Regions from separate parts of the Danio rerio genome. Here region 2 is linked to region 1. Evidence: chromatin contacts called from public HiCAR-type data. All regions are on one chromosome and are shown on one strand. Each heading gives the region's core, a stretch centred on a gene start, on an enhancer-like site or on the middle of the called end of the contact. The rest is flanking DNA. Distances are from core to core; before and after follow the strand shown.

Evidence for each region. HiCAR-type assays count read pairs that join an accessible place to other places.
Region 2: a HiCAR-type map of caudal fin shows a contact between it and region 1, with 5 times the contacts expected there. The contact joins the enhancer-like site here to the promoter of lgr4 in region 1. A contact is called at or near these places in 9 of 18 Hi-C or Micro-C datasets (caudal fin, embryo, hematopoietic stem cells and 2 more) and 2 of 4 datasets of contacts at active chromatin or transcription factors (caudal fin and embryo).

The regions. Positions count from the first base shown.
Region 1 is chr7:32,416,441-32,419,670 of GRCz12tu, forward strand. lgr4 (leucine-rich repeat containing G protein-coupled receptor 4) reads left to right here and starts at 1,547. Exons shown (of 19, transcript NM_001353862.1): 1 at 1,547-1,780; 2 at 1,984-2,268. The coding sequence starts at 2,075.
Region 2 is chr7:32,479,769-32,482,933 of GRCz12tu, forward strand. The region is part of intron 5 of lgr4 (leucine-rich repeat containing G protein-coupled receptor 4); the gene reads left to right. Among named protein-coding and RNA genes, the nearest start is that of lgr4, 63 kb to the left of the region's middle. Within about 2 kb of position 1,268, at least 8 of the 62 cell types and tissues checked have an H3K27ac peak or open chromatin away from gene starts, as enhancers often do. A contact at or near this core is called in caudal fin, where this site is marked.

The sequences.
Region 1 (3,230 bases), core at 297-2,796:
TTAGAAAGATTTTTTTTGTGAATACAATCTGTACAGACCTATAACCAGAGGTCCAGAGAATATGGATGATGCTGTATCTTGGTAATGGTGTACTAGATGATGGTGTAATTTTTTTTCAGGGCACTACAGTATTGATACTAATGTTATGGGTTCATCTCCAAGAGAATGCAAGAGCTGATGAAATTTGAATTTTAAATGCAATGTACGAGTGTCCTCAGACATGATGAGTTTGCTTCAATTGCTGAATATATAGTTCTCGGACTGCTTTCAAACTATGGTGTGGAGTTACAAAAATGAATTCAACTCAGACACAGACCAAATCTAAGATGTATTTGTGTGTGTGTGTATTGGTTTTTGGTGGTTTACGAGGTAATTTATATTATGACATGGGTATGACCTCAGTATTAAGTGTTGAGGTATGAGCACATGCCCTGTGTCCTCATAATTCAAATCTTATAAATCATTCTTAGCAGGGTCTTTTCACATTTAAAATTGGCCACAGGTTCCCTGTGACAGTTAGGGGTAGGGTTAGGGCAAGATGATAAAGTTAGTGGTGTTAAGGGTTTAAAAACAATACAGTGGTCATAAATCACCAAAACGTGTGTGATGGTGTAATTTTTGGGAGAGTTTCGACTTACCTGTATACTTACATATACACTGTATGTAAAAATATACATGTACACACACACATTAAATGTTGGTATAATACACAGAATATAACATAAATGTTTTGTAAATTAAACATTTAGTTTTTATCTTAAACATGATATCATTAGTGTTAAGTGAGCCAGTGATTTAAACATTCAGTGTTGTCGTCTTCTTTGGCATTCTACCAAGGGTACTGAAATACAGGTGGAAACACAGTCGCTTTTCGTAAAATCATCTAATATCTCAATTGTTTCGTTTTTTAAATCTGAACTTATAATGCCCACGATTCTGATAGACATGAATCCAGATTATTGAATTTCATTTTATTAACCTGGAGTCTTTATTTTAACAGTTGCACAGGTAAATGGCCTTATTTTTTTTATTTATTTTTTTTAGAAATACTGTTTTATTGATTCACACACTAATAATTTCTGTATTTATATATGCTAGTTGGATCAAATTCACTTTACAAGTCATACTTACAAGTAATTTCTACACAATTTATTAAATTGTCTTAAAAATCTGCTTACATTTTACTTGTCTTTAAAAACTAAATCTAAAATCATATTTTATTGTATTATGTTAAGTAACATAAAAACATATGTTGCTACTTTTCATAATAGTAGTAAAAATAATAGCACTGTTTCTTGTTTCCGCGGCTAAATATACAGTAGGTTTTGAATATTTAACAGTCACAAGTTGCCCCCACTTTCATTCTATAGAGCTGACGTCGTAAAATCATTAATATGTAGGTCTGTATTACCATATTCAGCACCTCACTGGCTATCCTGCAGAGAGGGAGAGAGAGCGAAGAGAGAGAGAGAGAGAGAGAGAGAGAGAGAGAGAGAGGAAACGTGAGGCTCGACGGAGAGCTGACCGTGTTTTCTACAGGAAACAAATCAGAGAGAGAGAGAGTGAAAATACTGTTGTAACCCGTCGTGTTTCGTCGCGGTTTGCGAGTGTTTTCCTGGAAGCGGACGCTTAGCGAACCACGGCAATCTGGAGCCCCGATTGTTTCGACCCCGGAATCTAATCTAAAGGTGTTTGTTTTGTTTTTGGAGGTGTGAGGCTCGAGACTCCGCGCAGAATGACCGTTGACTGGCTCGGTCTGCTTATCGTTCGCGGGCATTAGGTAAGAGCACTTAACGTTAAGTACTTACACCAGCCATGGCTGAAAGAAAAGCAGGTAGCTAAACCATTTGTTTTGGGGCACTCGCACACATAAAAAAGACATGTTGTGGCTTCATTGTAGTCCGTTAACTAGCCCTCACCGTGTCTAAATCTGCGAATTCAACCTAAAGTCTTCTGGGAGTCTGATAATGTACTTGTTCTTAGGTTGAAGGAACTATCACCACGTCTGTTTGTGGGCGAAACAAGCGCCACGCATTTGCCTTCGAGGGTCTTTTGGGTAAAAAGCAGGAGAATAATGGCATTGCTGGCCGTCCGGATGCTGGTGCTGGGGTTGTGTGTAGGGGGACAGGCTGCCGCTGCGGGAGAGGGACAGTCTACTCCGGCCACATGCTCTCCGCTGTGCCGCTGTGATGAGGACGGAGGAGCGGACTGCTCTGGACGGGGACTGACCAGCGTCCCCACCGGCCTCAGCGCTTTCACCTACTACCTGTAAGTAACCACAGTAACCTTTAACAATCAAGTGCATGCCTGGAACAAGTGCACACTGCAGTTTAGCGCTACACATGTTACACGAGTTTCATGCTTTGAATGACCGATATCACCTTGTATCAAATCGGCAAAATAATGTCACGTAAACGCAGTTACATAAAGCAGCCATAAGCAACTTTAAAACAATGTTTTCATACGTCAAGATCAGTGATCATGTAATATCAAACATTGATCAACTCCTCTGTGACTCAGACATGTATAATCACTTTACTACCAGCAAGCAGTACCACATTCTTAAGATTATGGCTGAAAGATTTACACTGAGTAATTTTTGGTGAACATGGAGGGCTTTTATGAATTAAAAGGTTATGTCTGCATTAGGCATGGGCCGGTATAATTTTCTGACGGTATGATAACCTTATATAAAAGTATCACAGATTCACGGTATTGTGGTTACTTTTCTAATATATGCTCTTTTTAAATATCCGAGTAAATAAAGCAAACAAACAAAAAAATCCCCTTGAACACAATATTTTTTAATTTGAGAAACACGTAAAATATTTTGAAACAGTAAACATGTCAGGCTGAATAATTTAAATAAATCATTGACTTCTACTGTCTTCATTAGTTTCAAAAACAAACACTTCTTTACAATTTAAAATGGCATCTTTGGAGATCTTTTATGCTGGAGATACTGTTGTCCTAAAAAAGAAATTTAAAACGTAAACAAACAAAAAAGTACACATACTTTAGGAACTTTATAGCAGAATATTTTGGCAGTAGTAAAACATTGACTTTTCCAACCCGCGGTATACCTTGAAAATGGTTATCGTCCCATGCCTAGTCTGCATTCTGAGTCGTTATTGAGGTGAAAAGTTTTTCCAATCCATATAGAAAGTATGCAGGGGATATTTTTTAATAAAACCCCCAATATGCACACAACATTTAAATGTGATGTGATT
Region 2 (3,165 bases), core at 18-2,517, 63 kb after region 1:
TATGCAACTTTATAGGCAGATTGATGCTGTAGTGTGCGGAAGTCACTTTGTCAAAATCCACAATACTAGTTTGCCAATGATTCCCTCAAACCTTTCCTACACTATAAAAAAATCTGTTTCTGGCAGCTGGGGTGCCGGAAAAAAACAGTAAATAACATGCGTTAAATTATAGAAATTTACGGTAAAATAGCAGACATTAAATTACAGATATTTACTTATATTTAAATTTTTGGTAAAATTTTGTAATTTATCAGCCGTTATTTTACTTTTTTTTTCCGGCAACCCAGCTGCCGAAAATAAACCGTAAAATTACAGATTTTTTATACAGTGTGGGTTTTTCAAAATAGGTTTTTTACATTATTAAATAAAGATCGATAGTAAATTCTTAACAAGATTAAACTTGAACATTTAGCTCTACAGCTTAAAGTCGGAACTCTTATGCAAACATTCTTATGTAGTTATTTATTAGAAATACACTTAGCAGTAAATAAACAAATATAAACAATAAGCATAACAGCTTTGAAATATGTTCTTTTAATATTGCAGTTACCCCGCATGAACATATAATCCTGCATTTTAAATTGCTGTCTAAAAGTAAAAATCTAAAAACATGGTAAAAAAACAGGCTGCCGCGACATTGTCAACATTGTCAGTTGGGTTTAGGGAAAGTGGGTGGTTGAGAGGATCAGTCAGTCAGTCAGTCAGTCAGTCGACCGCGGACTCTAGTGGATTTATGCAAGAACGGCAGGTGTGAATGGCACTCCCAAGAGAAATTTGAGATCTTAAAAAGCATACACGTATTTGCGAAAACAAAAACTGCAAAAATTGTAGCTCCTTGGATGTATTTGGCAATCTCCAGAAATGTAATTGGTGTACGGAATTAGAATGAGCCTGGGTAAAAAAAATACAGATGAATTCAATATGGTGGATGTTGGTTTAAATAGCTTTGAATGTTCAGGAGCACTGCATGTTTTGTATAATAATATAAATTTGGTTTTTTTTTTTCAATAAATACTTATAGATATCGCTCCTGTTAGGTCAGTTCAGTTATGTTTGTGTGATGATCCCTCAGCAGTTAACAGCAGGTAACAGAGCATGTATGTATGTTGCCTTATTTCATTTCTATGCTTGTTCACCTTTTAGTGGCAAGGCTGTAAAGCGCAGTTCTTGTTCTAACTGAGATCTACACCTACGCATGATCCAGCCTTTTGTGTGCTTAATTGTATAATCTTCAGGGGAGGGAGAGTATAGCTTAGTCAGTGTCAGCCATTCATAAACAGGAAGTCACCACCCCACCGTTATTACCCATCAAGCCCTTCCTCCCTGTGATTGGCTCCCGTTACAAATCTCAGTGTCCTAATTTAGAATAGGAAGTAGAAATAGAAAATTCTCCACATGACTTGCGCACTATATCCGTAAGCCTTGTGAAGTCATATGCAACGCACGCTCGTTGATGAATATATAAACACTGAGTCAGCTCTTTCAAGCATCTACAGTATTTGACACAGCACTGTTTATTTCAGTCAAAAGCCCTCGGGCCTGAAAGGTGTGGTCCCCTTTTCTCATAAAACCATTGAAGGGGCCCCGGTGAGGGCCCAGGGCTCCCACCTGGGCTGTGTGAAAAGAGAGGCCAGTGTAGTGAGATCATGGAAACGTCTTGTGTTTCTTTAACAGAACTGTGTTCAGAAACTGAGCGCTAACTGATGTTTTAGCACCTACTTGACAGAACACTGTTATTTCCAATATGTGCACTCTCACAACGGCGTGTTTGTCGAAGAGCTTTCTGGACTTTCAATGCAAGGACAATATATGCACACTCTCCTGATGTTAATTTCAAGTCATTTTGCTACTAACTAAAACTAACTAAATTTAAATCAAGTTTAGTCAGTCTTCCTCATTATCTAAGATGAACAGATTTAATTCAGGCTTTAATTTTACATCTTAATTATCAGGACAAATATATCACTGAAGCTTCTGGGATTTGTCCAAAAATAAGATTTTCAACAAAAATGTAAAGCACTGAAGCTTCTGGGATTTTTCAGAAAAAAAGGTCATTTTCAAAAATGCATTGTTTGTTTAAAGAAATAGAATAGAAGAGTAAAGTAGAATAAAATTGACATCAGAGATAATAGGCACAAGGCTTCTGGTAGCCCTAAAAAAAAAAAAAAAAGTAAAAGTCAAAATTATTAGCCCTTCTGTGTTTTTTTTTTATATTTCCCAAACTATGTTTTAAAGAGCAAGAAAATTTTCTATTTTTGGCTATAATGTATTTTTTTCTGAAGAAGATAAATCCATATTAATAGCTCTCTTATACAATTTTTCTTTTCGTTTGTCTACAGAACAAACCATTGTTATGCAATGATTTTTATAATTACTCTAACTTGCCTAGTTAACCTAATTAACCTAGTAAAGACTTTAAATTGCACTTTAAGCTGAATATTGTAACCTTGAAAAATTATTTGTAAAATATTATGTACTGTCATCACAGCAAAGATAAAAGAAATCAGTTAAACATTATTAGAGTAACTATTATTACTCTCACTTTCTCTCACAAAAAATTACTGGTATTTAGGAAAGAAAAAAGAAATGTCTTTTTAGAACAAAAGTCATAGCATATTTGAAATTATTTTAAAAATGGGCATAAAATGTATTCTTTTGCATTTCTCCTCCCCTCAATGTCTCTTTCATCAATGTGTGGCTGAATTTGATGGTTTTTTCTTACCCATGAAAAAATGTACTTGTGACTTGCGTCAGAGATCTGCTAATTTCTGGCATATCTGGAATCCTCTGTGAGAGTTTTTGGAGAATGTGTATTAAAGCACTATGATTTTTATTAATTTTACCTTTTACAGAATATTTTTTAATTACTACCTGATGGATGTTTTTAAATGTATGGTTGAATGATGACATCAGTATATTTAAAAAAAAGTGCCTTATTTTCCCGACATTTTTTGTATAGTTTTTTACTTAATTGAAATTCAATCACTGTGCACTACTGCACTACCAGATAAGTTTAGTGCCACGACCAAATTTCTTCCAAAGTACCAAAGAAAGACACTTAATAGCTTATTAAATAAATCACAGGAGAAAAAAAAAATGTTTTGGCTGTGTGCCTTTGTTAGTGTCAGAGTTAAGCTGCAGTCACATTAGAGTTTGAGCATGCGA